Regions from separate parts of the Mus musculus genome. Here region 1 is linked to region 2. The links are chromatin contacts, called in public HiChIP or PLAC-seq maps. All regions are on one chromosome and are shown on one strand. Each heading gives the region's core, a stretch centred on a gene start, on an enhancer-like site or on the middle of the called end of the contact. The rest is flanking DNA. Distances are from core to core; before and after follow the strand shown.

What was found. HiChIP or PLAC-seq counts read pairs in DNA pulled down with a chosen protein or histone mark.
Region 1: a contact with region 2 is called in an H3K27ac HiChIP or PLAC-seq map of microglia, with 5 times the contacts expected there. The contact joins two enhancer-like sites.

Annotation. Positions count from the first base shown.
Region 1 is chr2:73,052,155-73,055,604 of GRCm38.p6, reverse strand. No RefSeq gene overlaps it. Among named protein-coding and RNA genes, the nearest start is that of Gm39850, 45 kb to the right of the region's middle. Within about 2 kb of position 1,379, at least 117 of the 459 cell types and tissues checked have an H3K27ac peak or open chromatin away from gene starts, as enhancers often do. A contact at or near this core is called in microglia, where this site is marked.
Region 2 is chr2:72,317,205-72,320,199 of GRCm38.p6, reverse strand. The region is part of intron 2 of Map3k20 (mitogen-activated protein kinase kinase kinase 20); the gene reads right to left. Among named protein-coding and RNA genes, the nearest start is that of Gm52556, 33 kb to the left of the region's middle. Within about 2 kb of position 1,524, at least 105 of the 459 cell types and tissues checked have an H3K27ac peak or open chromatin away from gene starts, as enhancers often do. A contact at or near this core is called in microglia, where this site is marked.

The DNA of each region.
Region 1 (3,450 bases), core at 130-2,629, 740 kb before region 2:
CTGGTTGCAGAATTGGTGTGCATTTATTTAATGGCTGCTGGAAGGGGAGAGGGGCTGAGTAAGAGTAGACCTTGCAAGCCAAGTTAGGTTGGTCTCCTTTCCTGAGCCGTGAGTGTCTAGTTAGAAGTTCTCCAGTCTACCCCGGGCTGCTTATTCTGGTTCATGGCTGTTGCAATCCTGCCTGGACTCCTCCAGCCCTGTTTGGAAACAACTCCTGAGCCTGGAGCTAGGCAAGCCTCTCTCTACCTACCTCCTAGCCTAAGCCCCGTTCTAGCTTTTGTCAAATTATTTTCCTCTTTGCCCTGGGAGATCCCTGAGGTATCCAAGATATGGGATGGGACACCTGGATATCCATGAGAGCAGCTGCTTATTAAAGATTTATTTTTATTTATTTTATGTATATGATAACACTGTTGCTGTCTTCAGACACACCAGAAGAGGGCACTGGATCCCCATTACAGATGGTTGTGAGCCACCCTGTGGTTGCTGGGACTTGAGCTCAGGACCTCTTAAGAACAGTCAGTGCTTGTAACTGCTGAGCCATCTCTCCAGCCCGAGGGAGCACTTCTTAAGGACGTTGGTAGTAGTGCCGCAGATGCTCCAGGGTTTGGATCAGTAATAGAAAGAAACGGCAAGATGAAGGGAATCGGCGGACAGGGCTCACAATTAGCACTTTTGAGGCTCCGGGACCTGAACCCATGGATATGACCTACCTCCAATGGAAACACCCAGGGAAAAAAAATTCCAGAAGGCAGAACTCAAGGTCCCAGGATGCAAACATTAAGCTGAAACCCATGGACACAGCTCTGTGTAGGAATATCCTGTCATCCAGGCTCAGTATTTTGTAGATCTTCAGTTGCTCTCCAGGCCTCCTTGGCAGGCTGAGGGTTGCACCTACACCAAAACAGAAACTCCCAGACTTTCTTCTTCCTGGTCATTATCTCCTCAAGTAGAACACAACTATTGATGGAGCACTTACAGCGTATTGGGTAATATGAGTAATTGAGAGGCGATTTAAGGTGTATGGAAGGATGTGCTTGGCGTGTATGCAAACAGCATCTGATACATAGGATTTGAACCTCCACAGACTTTGGAATCCACTGGAACCAGTCTCTGCGGGAACACTAGACAGGAACAGGAGAAGGGTAGGAGGAGGGGTGAAGGTGAGGTCAAGGAGGCTGGCTTGCATGGAGGCACTGATCGCCTGGGTTAGTGGATACTGGGAAGTAGAAAGAAGTGGGAGGAGGGGAGGTGGCTGGATAAGAGAAACTAGGTAGCAGCAACTGATACAAATGGGGAGTGGCTAAGAAGAGGAAGTGTGGTCAGATGGAGAAGCCAGAACCACAGGAAACAATACCACGTGTGGGGAGGGCAGAAGCTTCGAAGGGGGCACGCCTGGCAAAAAGAGGAAGGCAGCCATTTGCAGCAGGGTCACGAAACCCAGGAGGAGGAGTGCTCCCCAGGCAGTTGTATGGGATCACAGATGTCCTAGGCCCTGTGCCCAGTACTATGCATGGATTATCTGAAGTGAATCACAGAACAACAGTATGCTCACCCATTTTACAGATGAGCCAGCTGGCACCCTGACTGGCTAAAGAACGTGTCCATGGTCACCAGGGAAGGAAGTAAGGAACAGGGAATCCAGACTCTCTTTTTTTTTTTTTTTTTTTTTTTTTTTTTTTTGGTTTTTCGAGACAGGGTTTCTCTGTGTAGCCCTGGCTGTCCTGGAACTCACTCTGTATACCAGGCTGGCATTGAACTCAGAAATCCACCTGCCTCTGCCTCCTGAGTGCTGGGTGTGCGCCACCACTGCCCGGTGGGATCCAGACTCTTAAGGGTAGATGGCATCTGAGGGAGAGGAAGGCTGCGAAACTGTCCAGAGAGATGGTTAATAGAAACAGGTGGTGCTTCTTAGTGGCTTCTTAGGGTCGGGGGTGATAGGTCAACAAAGTAAAAGCTGAGCGATGTATATCTGTATGTGTGAGGGGAGGTAGTATGGATACACACACACACACCATATACAACTTTGTACTCAGTATTCAACAAAAAAAGATTTTCTTTTTCTTTTCCTAATCTACACCCTTTTTCCAGAACCTAGCTGACTGTAGAGTTCCCAGGAGAAGAAATCAAAGAAAAAGACTTCTGCATCTCCTGTCTTAGCTACTTTTGCACTGTTATGAAGAAACACTATGACTGAGGCAACTTATAAAAGAACGAGTTTATTGGGGTTCACAGTCACAGAGCATTAGAGTCCATGGCCATCGTGGCGTGGAGCATGACAGTGGGCAGACAGGCATCGCACTGGAGCGGTAGCTGGGAGCTTCCATGCTGAGCTGCATGCAGGCAGAAGGCAGAAAGAGAGTGAGTGAGTGAGTGAGTGAGGCTAGGCTGAGGTGGGCTTCTGAAACCTCAAAGCCCACCCCCAATGACCTACGGCAAGGGCACAAGGATTTCTCCCAATCCTTCCCAAACAGTTCCACCAAACTAAGGACCAAGCATTCAAACACATGAGCCTGTGGAGGTCTCTATCATTCAAATCACCACGGCTTTCAAAGACCAGAACACAGAGAGGGTATCCTCGAGAGACCTGAAAACCGTTGAGGCTGGTGCTTTGCCCCAGATTTACTCCTCTCCTTCCTAGGTGTTTGATTGGCTGACTTTACAACCTCCCTGGAGGTCAATAGGTTCCTACCCTGCAGCCAGCCTCTGCCCCACAGTATCTGAGCTCCTGCTCTCTCTCTCCATTTCCCTGACAAGTCTCAGTTACATCCCAACCTGCTTCTACATTCTGTTTCAGCTTGCTGTCAGGATCCCGCCAGGACTACAGATGGCCTTCTTAAAAGCAGACGTCCTGATCTGCTTTGCCCTGACCCATGCCCAGCAGGCTCCCAGTTCATCTTCTGCATTAAAGAAAGGGGGTTAAGATTACGGCAGTGGCCGTTTGGTCCTCCCTGAGACAGGAATGGTACTCTAGTCTAGGAAAAATGAGTAGCCACCACCACCACCACCACCACCACCACCACAGGGAAGAGAATCAGAGCAGCTTTCCAGGTAGGGAGTGACCTGGGCAAGGCCCATAGTTGGGCGTTTGGGAGACAGCGAGAAAACAGTTGGGTTGAACAGTGCCCAGGATGGGCCGATAGTGCCAGGGTGGAGTTCCTGTGTGGGCATTGAAAAAATTGTTGAACGGGCCATCACTCAGTAAAAGTGACACTGTGGGACGATTACTCTGGACATGGGCGTGGCATTAGGTGGGGGCTGCCTCTTAGGGGATATTCTTGTTGACCATTGATCATCCCGTCTGCTTGTCTTGTGACCACTCCAGGACAGCCTTGGGTGTTTGTGTGTTGCATTCTCTCTCCACTGTCATTGCTCCAAATTCATCAGAATTCACACCTGAAGGCGTGTTGTCCATTGGTGAGACTCCAACATCGACCGTTCCCCTCCTCA
Region 2 (2,995 bases), core at 275-2,774:
TCATGACAGCAACAGGAAACCAGCCTATGTTACCACCTCAACTGCTATCTCAAAATTATACTCCTGAGAAGGATCAAAGGCACCTCCTACATGAAGACCCTGAAGAGCACATTTGTCACAGGGCACTGCATCTCTCAAATTTTCTTGTTATTCTCTTTTATAGACCAGATATGACCAGAGGATATGCCAACAAACACTCTAGCGGCTTCATTATTTCCTTAGTCATGACTGATTATATCAGGAACAGTGCAGGTTACCAAAGACATGGTTGGTATGTTTACCATCAAAGACGGCAAGGTTATACTAACCAAATGCTTTATAGCCCATAGCAATCTCCACTGGGAGTTAATTTATCCCAATTCCCCAGGAATAGTCAGTGTGGAACCTTTAGAAGGTGGTATTAGCTTCATAATAGAAAGAAAAAGACCCCTGAAATGTCTGATGGTCATTAAGTCACCTCTGTGGGGAATCAGTGTAATATTCATTTTCTAGGCATAGACCAACTGTAAGACCACAAACCCTTTGATGGAAAGGAATGCCAGACTTCTTTGAGGAGAAGTCCATGACATCACCCAGGGGTATGCCACAAATCCTCCACGTGTCACCAAATGCTGCCATTTATTAGACAGAAAGTACAAGATGGGGAACTACTCAGAATTTCAAGGATTACTAACCACTAGCCTTGAATTGCCTCCACATTCCCTACATCCCTACAACAGATTGAGGTAAAATAAAACATGAGCTCAAATTATAAGTGGTTCTGTGTGATACGTTAGTAGCAAATGGATGAGAGCGCTTAAGTGTTCTATCCCCACTAGGAATGACCCCAAACCCAAAGAATAGCATTTCAGGAAAATGCTCCCAGAGGGCAAAACTTTCGACAATTTATTTGGTGACTCACTTGGTTTGGAATGTGCAATGACCCAAACTATGAATCTATCCTAATAGCTGACTAGATACCCTTTGGCTGGATGATTAGGAATTCTGATATGTAAACACTGGAGACCAGGGACAAAGATGTGTGTAGACAGACCTTTCAACCTGGGCAGACCGTGCCCCACAGGAAACTCTGTAACGGGCGTCCACTGCAGAGGAGTGTTTAGGCATACAATACTGTTTCCTCTGTGGAAGCCACTTGAACTCTTTTCTAGCTATCCCAGGGCATGCTCATTGAGCCTGAGAACAAGGTGGCTATGATTGTAAGGCTGGGGACCATATGTAGGGCTAATAAACACAACTTCCCCTTAACAAGGCTGAACTGTCTGCTGGTTCTGGTAAGTATATATCAGATCTGCTAATAAGAGACTCTGAGCCCAACTGTCACCATTCCAAAGAGGACAGATTGAGGGCACTGGAGTTCGGGGAGGAATTCATCTTCCTCCATAAACACATCTCCTGGATAAGAATTTGCCATCCCCAGCTGCAATGCTGCTGACAGCTTCTTCATCCACTGCCTCACAGAAGGCCTTTTTCACCATGTTAGTATTCCACTGTCAGCTGCTGCTGAAGGAAACCACTCACAGTCCAGGAAGTGAAGCAATCGTCTCATAGCAGTGGTGGGATTAACTAAGCCAAACTCACCACACAGCCCTCCCCTTAAGCAGCAACTGACTAGCAGAAAAGCAGAGCAGCCCACTGGAGACTCAGTTACAGGAGCAGCTGAGGGACAACAGCTGCAACATTTACGGGATGAATTATATACCCTCAGCCCCAACCACTGTCTCCTCTACGCACATGGATCTGGACTGAAGGTGAGGGTGGTCCCTATCACTTCCACGTCTAATAATTATCTCAGTAACAATGGCCTCTGACATTCGGGGACTTTACATGGGGACAATGACATTCAGAGACTTTCGGTTCCAAGTATAGAATGTAAAAATGATCCTGCTAGGGGACATAATGATCCTACTGAATTAAAATATGAGAATGCCACTTGGCTATTTTAAAGTTCTTGTCTACTACTAAACTTACAAACAGTTAAAAAAAAAAGTTTCTCTCCTGACTGGAGACTGAATTACTGAGGGAGAACTGGGCTACTGCAAGGAAGTTACGTGATCAGCTTTTGTCTCTGGGACAGAATTCCTGAGAGAATTCCCCAAAAAGAAGGGTTTGCTTTGGCCCTTGGTTTTATAACTTTGATGCATGGGTGGTTGGCTCTGGTGTTTTGGTAACATCATAGCAAGAGCACGTGATGCCACAAAACCATTCACCTCATGGGTGCCAGGAAACAAGAAGGGAAAGAAAGGAAGGGGTAGGGTTCCAAGATCCCCCTCAGAGACATACCACCTGAGACCTAACTTCCGCCTGCTAGGTCTACTCTGAAAGTTCTCACCTGCTCCAGGCAGCAGCACGAGGTAGTGGCCAAGCCTTAGCTTGTAGCCTTTGGAGGACAAGCAAGACACAAACCAGAAAAGAATCCTATGTCTGAAATACAGGAAATTTTGCAGGAGTGTTGTAGGAGATCCATACCCAATAATAAATGTTAGTAAAACATACAAGGGTCCAAGTAAAACAGGAGTCATAGGGACTGAGAACCTTCAAGAATAACAGTTCAAGTCCCCTCACTGGGTGAAGTCCTCCAAGCCTGCTGAGGTTTAGGCTGAGGGAAAACAGAAATACGAAATGACTATTGAAAGAGGACGGTAGTAGCTTCCAGCATTTCACTTTGTTGTTCTTTGGATGTGTATGGTAAGGCCTTCTCAACCTTTCTTCCCCTTATGATGCCACACTTAAGCTGTTGGGTTTATAACTCAGGCTTTAGGTAATAATAGTCAGTGCACTGTAGTGGAATCTGAGCAGAAGTTAATGAAGCCTGCGGTGGATGAAGTCACTCTTAGGACTGTGCATCTCATTTTGGGGACTGATGGGAACTTCCCTTGTGCAAAGGACAGCTAGTCTCCATAGGTGAGAGCACAGACTTGTCTCCTAGTTATGTGGAAGTTCCAATGTATGTGCTGGGTGTGTGCAGAGGCTGAGTAGAGGAAGACACCACATT